Regions from separate parts of the Danio rerio genome. Here region 1 is linked to region 2. The links are chromatin contacts, called in public Hi-C maps. All regions are on one chromosome and are shown on one strand. The core of a region is the stretch at or near the end of the contact, and the rest is flanking DNA. Distances in the headings are between cores, read along the strand shown.

Region 1 (6,806 bases), core at 1,728-4,227, 93 kb before region 2:
CCTTAATGCATCGTTGTGACAACCTTTAGCAACAACGTAGAATCCTCAACCTTTTTGCAATGTTGGTACAACGTTGTAGGAAGGTCGCTACGTTGAGGCAACGTTGTGTGTTTGTTGGGTTGGTGTCATAACTTTAAAATAAAGTCTTATATTTAATCTTATTACAGTTATCAAGTGGAGGATCAACTGAAAAATATAAAGAGCATAAACCGAAGACTTAAACAAGCATAACGGGTGTTTTCTTATCTGTTTAAGCATGTCTTTAATATTAGTTTTGTGTTTTTAGTGGATGAAGACTCGTCTCTGAAGAAGAGTGAACTCATTAACTGGTACCTGAAGGAGATCGAGAGTGAAATTGATTCAGAAGCTGAACTCGTTGCTAAGAAGAACCTCATCGAGAGAGTGCTGTACAGACTCATCAATTTTGTTAGTATGCATTTATCTCTCTGCAACGCTGTTTGTGACCCTGAACCACAAAGTCGTATGTTGCGTGTGTGTAAATTTTTGATAGCCAACAATGTACTGATCAAAATTTAAGATTTTCCTTTTATGCAAAAAATTATTCACCTAATGTAGATAGAACTATTAAATCATCTTTGATTTTAATAACACTTTGGACAACTTTAAAGGTGATTTTTCTTAATACTTATATTTTTAAACATTTTTTAAATTATATTTTTGAAATAGCTGTATCTTGGACAACTTAGCCTTTCATAATATTTTTTTTTTATTAAGATGATGTATAAATCTCATTAAAAAAGTGTTGTGGTCCAGGGCACATTTTAGATTAGCTTAAAACGCATCTGTACTTTAACTTAACACTCTTAATGCTTTACGGAGTCCCGGAAGGGATGTGATGGTGGGGAAAAAAATAAAAAATGGGTGGGTGAAATAAACTGAGTGATAAAAAAACATGTATATTACGTTTTAAACCCGGATCAGCTTCTGCACACCCCATTTAAACTTTAGCTAAACATTTAAACTTTCACTTTAGTTCCTTTTTAAATGGCAATACAGAAGCTGAGCTGAGATTGGTTTACCACATAGAGCGCATCCGTCAGTCAGCGCTTATACATGCATTCACTGATTCAGAGGCTGCATAGGAAGGGCGATGATCGACACACAGCTTTAATAGAAAGTCACTGCAGACATTTTTATATTCATTTCAATGTGCTTTCAAGAAAAAAATATGGGAAAATACCTAATGATAGGAAGATTGTGTGTGTGTTGTGTGTGTGTGTGTGTGTGTGTGTGTGTGTGTGTGTGTGTGTGTGTGTGTGTGTGTGTGTGTGTGTGTGTGTGTGTGTGTGTGTGTGTGTGTGTAAAATAAATTCAAAACTCTCTCTGTAAATGCCTTTTTCTGTTTTAGGATCATATCATCATAGAGCTGACTAAAACAGGGCTGAAAAAGATCAGTGAGGATGGAGAAGAACCCGTCTCTGAGGATGATCCGTTTCTGGTTGTGAATCCCAATTATATACTGGAAGACTAATCCAAGCTGGATTTACCAATCTTGATCATTTTTACTGAAAAAAATAAAGTGATAAATAAATGTTTCTTTTTTGCATCCTTTTGCCATGTGTTTGTTTGAACACTAGGTGGCGGCATGTTTCAGTTCATCTCAATATTTATAGCTGTCAGTAGTTTGAAGCCATTATATTGGTGGACATTTGGGCATTTCATGTTTTAGCCTTCTATCCTAATGTGAAAACTGATGTATAATTCAATGTAATAAGAAGTGGAGTATTAGATGGAGGTCTTATTTAAAGAAATGTAGCATAATCTGAGTGATCTGAACGATTTATAATTATACAGCTATAAATTATACAGCTATTTAGCATAATGAAAATAAGATGTAATATAAATTATACAGCTACTTAGCATAATGAAAATAAGATGTATTATAAATTGGATTTACTGTCTGGTCCTTATTGCCACCAGCTGGTTTGAAGATATTGATTGCTTATTAAAATTTGAATGATATTAATAGTCTAAGTTCAACTTTTGTGTAAATTAACCTTTACTTTAATGGGCATAGACTATCCCACATGGAAAGGTAGAATATTAACTTGTAGTATTAAATGGTGCTGTATTTACATGGGTCATACTATGCTAAAGTTATTGAATTATACCTCTCAAGTACTTCAATTAATCTGTTGTGGTAATTATAGTTGCATAATGGCAAAATAAGCAATAGTAATACAACGCATATAGTAATATATGCAAATTACCTCCAACTGCACAAAGTTTACTCCATCTTAAAGTGGTATTTTGTACTACTGCACACAGTTTAAAACGCTACAGTAGTTTATTTCAGCATGTTCAAGATTTTACAGTATGCGGTCATTGTGAACTTATTACAATAAGTTTTACTTATAGCATATGGTTCAAAAACACTAGTGTTTACTGCAAATTATAGTATTTTTTTTCATGTGGACTTAAATACCCTATGCATTTTCAAATTAGATATATAATAATTAGATATATAAATTAGATATATAAAATAGTAATAATAATAATAATAATATCAACGTATATTTGTGAATTGTAGGTGTAAGCAGATAGACCCTAACATTACAATGTTGATTTTACTGTATGCACTGGAATAGGGAATTGCGTCTGTGCGCGTGCGTGCGTGCGTGCGTAATAAATGCGCGCGCCTGCCAGAGTGACTATAAAACGACAGCGCGCGAGTGATGTGTCCGCTCAGTCAAGAGTTTATTCCGTCATTTTGACATTTTAGGATGGTTTGCCTTAAATTAAAATAGCTATTCAAGGTCAGTTCAAGTTATCGTCGGCTGTATGTGGATTTTGGTGAGTTTTCATCTATGTTCAGTTACTGTCTGCAGGACTAATTGTCGGTTTATATTTTCTCTGAGGTAATTTTTGTAACGGCTTCTGCTGCGTCTTTGTTTATACGCTTCTGATTCTGATTCTGTTCTCTTATGTTTTCTCACATGATTAAAGCTGTTTTCAGCGCCTGTCAGTTGTAAGATATTTGGAGAAGATGATTCCACCTGGAGACTGTCTGTATGCTGGGAGAAAGAGGAGAAAACCTGTGCAGAAACAGTTGAGTAACGTTAGTTTATTAGCATGTCTGTGTTTCTGGTAGTACGAATAATACAAAACAATAATGGGAAAATCAGTAATTAATAATAATTTGCGTAGTAATCATGAATGATAATGTTCCATATTCATATGTACAATGAATCTGAAGAATGACACTGTATGATGATAATAAATACGTTAACTTATGTCTATTTGTAAAGTAGGAATAGTTTGTCAACATTTAAAGTTCATGATGATTTTAAAGTTAACTTCAATGTCAGTGAACTAAATAAAAAGAGAAAACTACGATGAAACATCTTTATTATGATTAGAAATTTTCGATATTATGTTTGGAGATTTATTTGAGCAGGGCATACTAATGACATTTGAACAATTAAGATTAAAGTTTCCCCTTCTGTTAAACATTTTTAAAAATATATTCAGGTGAGACACTATATTACCACAATGCAAAAGGTTAATTTAGGACCTCTCTCTTCCCTCCCAATAGATGCTATTATAAGAAAGAGAAAAGAACCCGAAGGATTTGTGTCTTATATGTATAGCAACCTTAACGGCTTGTGTGGGATGGTAGTGTCATCTTCAAGACTCAAATGGTAGAATGATTTAAAATGCATTTATGATCAAGATACTTGGGAACATATCTGTAAAAGTGCCTTAACATTTTCGTTTAATAATTAACATAGATTAATACAATTTAATATTTTACAGGGTATATTATACACCTGATCGATTGCACAAGATAAGTGATTCAAATTTAGAGTGTTGCTCTAGATGTCAGATTGAGGTTGGTACATTATTTCATATGTTTTGGACATGTTCCAAACTTAAAACCTATTGGAGAAAAATAATACAAACTATTAGTAAAATTGCCAATGTTAACCTTTTACCTGATCCAAGATTTATGTTACAATCAAATGAAAAATTTACGTTTTAATTAAAATGGCTCTGATAGCAGCAAAGAAATGTATTGCTATACATTGGAAATCAGTAGAACCGCCAAGTCATATTGTATGGCTTAGAGAACTTTCTTCTTATGTTCCTGTTAAAAAAATAATGTTTAATCTTAAAAAAAAAACTCTTTAATGTTTAAGAAGACTTGGGGTAAATTTATTGAATACATGAATAATTTAGACTGAAAATACGGATGGAAAAGTATGACACTATTGCTTTAATCCTTTATTAGTCGTTATTGTTTGTTTATTTCCTCTTAATTTACAGTATGTCTATTTAAGTGTTCTGTCTTGTGAGGGTGGGAAAGGGGTGGAGGGTGGTTAGAAAAGAATGTTTACATGTATAAATTATTGATGTAAAAATAATAAAGAATATATTGATTATAAAAAAGAAATTTTCGATATCAATAATTATAATTGAATGTTGATTCATGTTCAAGCATGGTGATATTTATATTGTTATTATAAATTGTAGTATAATTAACAATAACATTTGAGCAATTCCAGCATTATGGATGTGACATTTGCAGTAAAAACTCAAAACATAAATTCACAGAAAAAGTATGTGAACATTATATTGAAGCATCTGTTTATATTTCTCAAAACAGCTAACCACAGAGTTACGACGTCTGAAAAATGTCAATCTGTAAATATTTATTATAATGTAAATAAAGAAATTAGACATGCTTTACGGATGTGACCAAAAAGTCTGTGAGTTTACAAGATTCATTATACTTTATAGAAATTCTGTGTTAAACTGCACAACCCAAAATATACAATGCTTATCAGAAAGATAAGAGTTAGCTCTCTATTAAACAAACATGATTGATTTTATTTTATTTTACATGTTTTTCTTTATGAGGAAAAAGCTTCATAGATGTGACGTGAAATTACCACTTGTGAATTTAGTAAACCTAATATAGTTGTTTGAAAACATTGGTAGACATTTATGAATATTTTTACAGTACTGTGAAATACAAGCCTACACAAAAAACTTGGAAAGGGTTTCGCTATTTTGGTGAATACTTTTTTTTTCATGGGAAGGTTTACATTTGCACAGAATTGGTCATTTATATAATATTTATAGTAAAATAATAATAATGATAATAATAATAATTATTATTATTATTAATATTAATATTTAATTTTAATTTCAAGGTCTTTATTTAATTGCCACATCAGTAACTTAGGGCTATTTTCATGGCAAAATTGTACATAAAAATAATTTATGATTAAAAACAAATTCGTACTACAATAAAAAGTTACAGACAAATATTTTTCATTTAAATTTTATATAAGTAACTTAAAATTCTTTCTGGTGGTACCTTTTTTAAATGCCCATTGTAGTACTCTCCTTATAAAAATGTTGTCTAATGTTATTCAAACACAATCTAATCATATCCCAACAAATTATGTTTCTGGAATATCAAGGTCTGAAGTTCATCAGTACTGTTATTTACTTGCAAGACAAATAAAAGATCTCAATGACAGAGATATATAAATACCATTTTGAAAAACAAAAATGAAATAAAACGTAAAATATAATTATTGGTATGCTTACAATACTAATGATTATTTAACCACTGTCATTACAAATAAAACCAAGAAAGAATGTTATTATTAAAAATAATAACATTTTTGTTCATACATACAAAACAAAATGATTCATTGATCATACAACATAACAGATACATTTTGTTAATATGTTTACTAGTAAAATATTTATGATTACTGTTCTTATTTTTTGTATTATTAGTGTTATTGTGACTATTTGTGGTTGTAATCATAATAGACTTAATATAGATTTATTTATTTATTTATTTATTTCAGGGTTCTTGCATGACCATTTTATGACAATAACCAAAACAGTAAGACAAATATTATAGTATATATTATATTTGGCAAAAGTATAAATCATATTATGTAATGTGTAATGTTATGTCATGTTCACGTTAATAATTCGATTATTCCACCAGCGTGTCAAGCTGCTAGTAAGTGTGTTGATATGTGAGTGGTGTTCGTGTCAGTTAGTCGCTTGGATGCCACACGTGTTTGAAGTGTCACGTTAAATTATAGTTTGTATCATCAGGAAACCAGAGAAAGCAGATCAGAAATCGAATCCATCCAAGCGGCACCGTGACCGTCTGAATGCAGAGCTGGACCGGCTGGCGAGTCTCCTGCCGTTCAGTGCAGAGGTCATCACTAAACTGGACAAACTGTCAGTGCTGAGACTCAGCGTCAGCTTCCTGCGGGTCAAGAGCTTTTTTCAAGGTAAGGAGTGTTTCATTGGGAGTTTTAGCGTTTAAATGTTGCTTTTCAGTGATGCTTTGTTTAGGTGATTGTCGTTCTTCTGTCATAAATGATGAATGTTAATGAATAGTTGCTTGTAGAATGAAAGGTTAAATGATGTCATGTGTATATAAAAAAGCAGAATTATGACGTTTTAATTCGATTTATTTATTTGGAGCAGTATAATTGCACTCTTAAACTTTTAAAAACAATTATTGATACACAAATACATTTAATCTGATCATAATTAACAAAATCTGTGTACACTCAAAATAGCAATTGATTTTAACCGGTTTGTGATGAAGCACAAGCTTATTATTTAGAAGACAGTTTCAGACGGCATTTAGAGATTTTGCGTCTGAACACTTCAAATACATTATTTTTGATAAGTAGAAAAAATAAATTGTGCTCTTTATGTATTTGTGATTAATAAGGCTTTATGATATAGTAACAAATTATTAAAGTTGAACATGGATATACACTAGTGTGAAAAAGTGT
Region 2 (6,149 bases), core at 3,063-5,562:
TTCATTCTTCTGTTAAAACACAAAAGAAGATATTTTGAAGAATGTTGGCTTCCATACTGTATTTTTTTTATAATATAGATGCTAGTGGATACCAGTTTCCAGAATTATTCAAAATCTATTCTTTTGTGTTAAGAAACTACTGGTTTGAAACCACCCAATGATAAGTAAATGATGAAGGTTTTCGGGTGAACTGTCTCTTTAAATAGAATTTCAGCATTATTCTATGTGTTTACCAACAGTTAATGATTGCTAGTGTAAATCAAACTAATGAATTAATCAGAAAATGTTTGCTTTTAGAGAGTCTATAAACAGCCTGAAAAGGAAGTACTCTCAGTCTCATGAACCCACGCAGGACGACGCCACCATAGACAAGCTCCTGAATGACGTGGCTAAAGAGGGCTGTCAGTTCCTGCTGGATGAAGTCTTTCTGGATTTGGAGGTGAGGATGCTCCTGTTGTTATGATGTGCTGTCAGGGGTTTGGTCTCTAGGATAAGCATGTTTAACTATGACTCATTTTCTGTGTGTGTCTCTACACAGCATCATCTTAATGAACTGCTGACCCGGAAGTGGCTGACGGGCACACATGCTGTTGACACCATCTGTGTGACCGTGGAGGACTACTTTAATGACTTTGCCAAAATTAAAAAGCCTTATAATCAGGTTTGCACAATAAATGAACCAGAACAAGTACAAGTGCACTGTAATATAGTTGTATAGTGTTGTCTTGTTTGTTATTAATGTTGTGACCACATTTATTTAGTCATGCTTACGTAGACTGCATTTATTTGACTAGTAAAAACGGTAATCTAATGTAAAAGTAACATTCCTAGTCACTATACAATATTAAAGAAACACAGAGGTTAGTGATTAATGTTGTGTCTGTGTGTGTATTGAGCAGGAAATGACAAGCGTGGCTCATCGGCGGGTGGTGTTTGAGTATCTTAAAGCCATCATGTATAAGCGCATCTCCTTTAAGAATGCAGACGAGAGGAAAGAGGGAGCAGATCGCATGATGAAGGAAGCAGAACAGTTTAAGTTCCTCTTCAGGAAACTTTCTGCTGTGAGTCTGTGACGTCAGCATTTGTTGTTTTATATGTTTATTTTAAATGATCAGGTTAGATATACACTGTGCTTTTAGAGATATAATCAGAGCCAATGTGCCATGGGTTATACTCCAAATGTACTGCAAAAGCAAATTATTCACTCACTGGCCACTTTATTAGGTACACCTTACTTGTAGCGGGTTGGACCCACTCTTGTCTTTAGTACTGCCTTAATCCTTTGTGGCATAGATTTATCAAGATAGTGGAAATACTCCTCAGAGATCTCCCATTCCACCACATCCCAAAGGAGCTCTATTGGAATGAGGTCTGGTGACTGGAGGCCATTTAAGTACAGTGAACTCACTATCATGTTCAAGAAATTAGTCTGAAATGATTCACGCTTTATGACATGGCGTGTTATCCTGCTGGAAGTAGCCATCAGAAGATGAGTACACTGTAGTCATAGAGTGATAGACATGGTCAGCAACAATTCTCTGGTTGGCTGTGGCATTGACATGATGCTCAATTGGTACTAATAGTCCCAAAGTGTGCCAAGAAAATATCCCCTAGACCAGGGATGGGCAAACTTGATCCTCGAGGGCCGGTGTCCCTGCAGAGTTCTGTTTAAACACTAGTCAAACACACCTGAACAAACTAACTAGTGTCTTTAAGATCACAAGAAATCTATAAGCAGGTGTGTTTGATTAGGGTTGGAGCTAAACTGTGCAGCACACCGTCCCTCCAGGACCGAGATTGCCCACCCCTGCCCTAGACCATTACACCACCACCACCACCAGCCTGAACCATTCAAAGTCACTTAAATCACCTTTCTTCCCCATTCTGATGCTCGGTTTGAACTTGACCAGGCCTGTTTCTCAATTCCAAGAAAGCAGAGAACGGACTTGCATTGTAGTGGAGACCGGTCTTGCCAGGTGTCCTCGGAAGAAAGAACTCGAGAGACCACAAGAACAGAGAACGCGTCCTGTGAGATATGAGATGCTGCGTTCTTCCTGATGTTAACGTAACCTTCCTGTGTTTTTAATGGAAACATTACAGCATTCATACAGCTATTTATTGTTTTTGCCCTTTTCAAAATATATACTACGCATAAAAACATTATAAATATACGTTGCGCAATATAAATAAAACAGATTTTAATACGAGTTTCAGCAAACAAACACCCTTAATGTTTATTCCTTTATTAAGATGTCCATAGTGATGTTTATATTCACCATCTCATTTAGAGAAAACTCCTGAGGTAAATAAATTATATCTCTGAACTTTAATAATAAATCTAAATAAAATTCTGCGCTTCCCACATCCAGTCGCAATGACTTAAAGGACTTCTAGAGCGAGATCGGTGCTCAAGTCTGCATCGGTGCATCCTCGATATCAAGAACACATCCAGGAAGTTTCACACGTCCTCCGTACTTGCGGTCTTAAGTATTGGAACCGAACTTTGGCAGCTGATGATGACGTTACACAAGGACGCAAGACCGCTGAAGAACGCATATTGAGAAACAGCCCATGTCTAGTTGCCTTGAGTTGCTGCAATGTGATTGGCTGATTAGAAATTCCTGTTAACGAGCAGTTGGACAGGTGTACTTAATAAAGTAGCAAATAATTAATCATTTACTTTTTTTAAGAGCAAAATAATAGTAAAGCAAGACATTAGTATTTGTGATTAGCAAATGCCCTAATCATAGGGAAGCGTTCTAGTGTTTTATTTTTTTGTATCAGGTTAATGTCAGGTTTGCTGTGTTTGTATGTGCGCAGGGAGAAGACACAGACCGGCTGTGTGACTCCATCAATGCCATTGCTGAGGTCTTCAAACTGACCGATCCTGCTCTACTGTACCTGGAGGTGTCCACCCTGGTCTCCAAATATCCTGACATCAGGTCAGACTCGGTGGTGGTAGAGAATAAAAAAAGTGTCACTTTCCTTTTTATGTAGAGATATCCGAGTTTATTGATTTATTTTCGGCTTAGTCTCTTATTAATCAAGGATTGCCACGGCGGAATGAACCGCCAACTTATCTAGCATATGTTTTACACAGCAGATGCCCTTCCAGCTGCAACCCAATGCTGGGAAACGCCCATACACTCTTGCATTCACGATCATACACTACGACCCGTTTAGTTTATTCAATTCACCTGTACTACATGTCTTTGGACTTGTGGGGGAATCCGGAGAACCCTGGGCTCAGGGAGAACATGCAAACTATACACAGACACCAACTGACCCAGCCGGTCCTCGAACCAGCAATCTACATGCCGTGAGGCGATCATGCTACACACTGTGCCACCGTGACGCCCCTCAGTTATATATATTATCGTTTATATGAAACCAGATTATGTACATTTTTATTTCCACAGACATATTAAGATATTTGTCAATAACTCTTCCATCTCTTTCTCCATCCTCTAATAGAGAGGAGCACATCCTGGCGCTGTTAGCCATCCGAGGAGATGCCAGTCGAGAAATGAGACAGACCATCATAGAGACTCTGAACCAGAACAAACCGTCCACCTCCTCCAACTTTCAGCCCGTCTTCAGAGACATCATTGTGCCAACCATCAGCATGACCTCCATGACCTCAATGGCTGTGCCCAAACTGCTGAAATAACCTGGAGCCTTTGCTGAGCTACTAACAGGTCACAGAACCGAGTGTTGACTCCTTCCCTCAATGCACTTTGGAAATGCGTTTGCTGCCAGCACAGTGGAAACATGAGTGGCAGGAGCTCTTATTGAGGTTACAGTTACTGATGATTTATGATCACTTGATGTACAGAAACATGTTTTTTTTTTCTTTTAGCTTGTTCTACTTAAAGATGAAACAAAGGAATAGTTCACCTAAAAACATATACAAGTTCAGTCGATGGTGCTGATAGCCTAGTGGACAGTGCACCATCATTTACTCATCCTCCATTAGTTACAAACCAGTTTGAGTTTCTTTCTACTGATGAACACAAAAGAAGATATTTAGAAGAATGTTGAAAACTGGTTACCATTGACTTCCGTAGTATGTCTTTATCCTATTATGGATGTCAATGGTTGCCAGTTGTATTAACAAAACTCAAATGTTTAGAGCGAATTGAGGGTGAGGAAATCATAAGTATGTTTTCATTTTTGGGTGAACTGTCCCTTTAAGAGGCGTCATTTGCTTTCAGTTACTTCTTTCCCATCAGTCACCGGTGAATTAGCTTTTCACACGACTAGAGTTTGACACTATTATAATAAGCCTCCTGCTGGACGCTTTCATGAACTGCAATGAACCACTGAACTGTCAGTTTTCATTTCAATAAAATCCAGATTAACACTAAGTGACCCACACACACTGATTTATGGTGTTGGATTAAACTGTAGGTCATCTCTGTTTGCACACACACACGCCCTGGATCAGCGCAGACAGCTTGCGTGACTATTCAAATATTTAATCCATTCACTCTTCTGATTGGTCATGCAAGAATAGAAAGGGGGAGGGGCTTTGGGGGGTTTTCTGTGTGAGAAAAGACAGACGTGCCGCTCATGCTGTATTATTATTATTATGGTGATGGTGGTTGTGTTTAGACTGGATTATTGCTATGCTTTATAATTATAATATTTTAAGAACTAAACATTTTAAACGGTTACTCTATCACGCGACTTCACATGTAATTCTAAGATTAGTCTATGGTAGATTTTATATATAGTGCTTCAATTTAATTACTTTAATCACACTTATTTTTAGATGTCTGATTATCTCTTAAGATTTTTTTCCTCTTATTTAATTAAAAACAAACAAAGACCTAAAATAAATATAAAGTAAAACAAGTTTATTTTTATTTGATTTCATGTGATGTTTATTTTAACCCTTGTGCTTTGTTCAAATTTACTACCCTTTTGTTATGTTCCGGATGAAAACATCCAGTAAATTAAACTGCTGTGAAAATGCATCAGATAAATATTTTTTTGCATAAACTACTAAATTGCTTTGAAAATTACAGGATTTTCACTCTTTAATTGCCAAATTCATAAATTATGTCACTGATTTTGTGAAAACACACACACAAAATGACGTATTTTAAATATGAAAAATAATTGTGGACTGGATTTTTCTTTAGGTTTTATCAAAGTTTTGGACATGTGAAACAACATTGACTTTGATGCATTGTTTTTAAATGATTTTCTTTTTTTCTCCCTAATTTACTGTTGGTGGCTGTTTTTGCCCCATTCTCGTCCATTATAACCACATTTATTTGATTGCAAAACCATGACACCATATAATCATGCAGTTTTGATTGTTGGTGGTTTTTCCTGTTGGAAAGGGGTGAAAATTTGTCATTTTTACTCTTGATCATTAGTTGGCACCATTAACCCGTTAGATGTGCAAAAGTCTAAGACTATCAAAGACTTCAAACTTTTTAAACTGAAAAAATAAGAGAAATCCAACTTTGATCAAAGTCTTGGACACAAACACTATAAAACATTGGCTTTGATGCATTGTTAGATTTTCAATTTTTCCCTAATTGACTGTTGATGGCTGTTTTAGCCCCATTGTCTTCCATTATAAGCACATTTGTGCATAAACACAGTCTTTGCTTTAGTTACTCCATGTAGTTCTGAGATGCATACTTGGATTTTCTCAGACACATCAAGGTAAGTGCTAAAGGTCTCACACACACACACACACACACACACACATTAATTTATACACCATATAAAATCCAGAAACTAAGCTTTTTTTTGCACAGGCCTATCTAAAGGGTTGATGGCGCCAACTGATGATCAACAGTGAAAATTATTTATTTTACTTCTTTCTAACATGGAAAACCATGATAATATGGTGTCATGGTTTTACAATAAAAATGTGATTATAAAGGAAATCAATGGGGCAAAAACAGCCACCAACAGCAAATTGAGGAAAAAAATTAAATCTATCAAAAACAGTGCAAAGGCAATGTTGCTTCAAAGACTGTGATAAAAGGATTAAAAACCAGTCCACAGTTAATTTATATATTGAAAATATGTCATTTTGTGTGTTTTTTCACCAAATCAGAAATATCACTTATGAATCTGGCAGTTAAAGAGTAAATCCTGTAGTTTTCTAAACAATTAAGCAGTTT

The links. Hi-C and Micro-C count contacts between places; a contact is called where the count stands out from the background.
Region 1: a Hi-C map of an unstated tissue shows a contact between it and region 2, with 4 times the contacts expected there. The contact joins the promoter of ahrrb here to the enhancer-like site in region 2. A contact is called at or near these places in 3 of 18 Hi-C or Micro-C datasets (caudal fin, hematopoietic stem cells and an unstated tissue) and 1 of 4 datasets of contacts at active chromatin or transcription factors (caudal fin).

Annotation. Positions count from the first base shown.
Region 1 is chr2:53,562,627-53,569,432 of GRCz12tu, reverse strand. ahrrb (aryl-hydrocarbon receptor repressor b) reads left to right here and starts at 2,977. Exons shown (of 8, transcript NM_001033920.1): 1 at 2,977-3,069; 2 at 6,109-6,290. The coding sequence starts at 3,008. mcm6l (MCM6 minichromosome maintenance deficient 6, like) reads left to right here. Exons shown (of 17, transcript NM_001025533.1): 16 at 287-426; 17 at 1,370-1,567. The coding sequence ends at 1,492.
Region 2 is chr2:53,471,149-53,477,297 of GRCz12tu, reverse strand. It overlaps exoc3 (exocyst complex component 3), which reads left to right. Exons shown (of 13, transcript NM_212715.1): 9 at 298-439; 10 at 539-661; 11 at 900-1,061; 12 at 2,821-2,942; 13 at 3,475-4,367. The coding sequence ends at 3,670. Among named protein-coding and RNA genes, the nearest start is that of exoc3, 20 kb to the left of the region's middle. Within about 2 kb of position 4,312, at least 7 of the 62 cell types and tissues checked have an H3K27ac peak or open chromatin away from gene starts, as enhancers often do.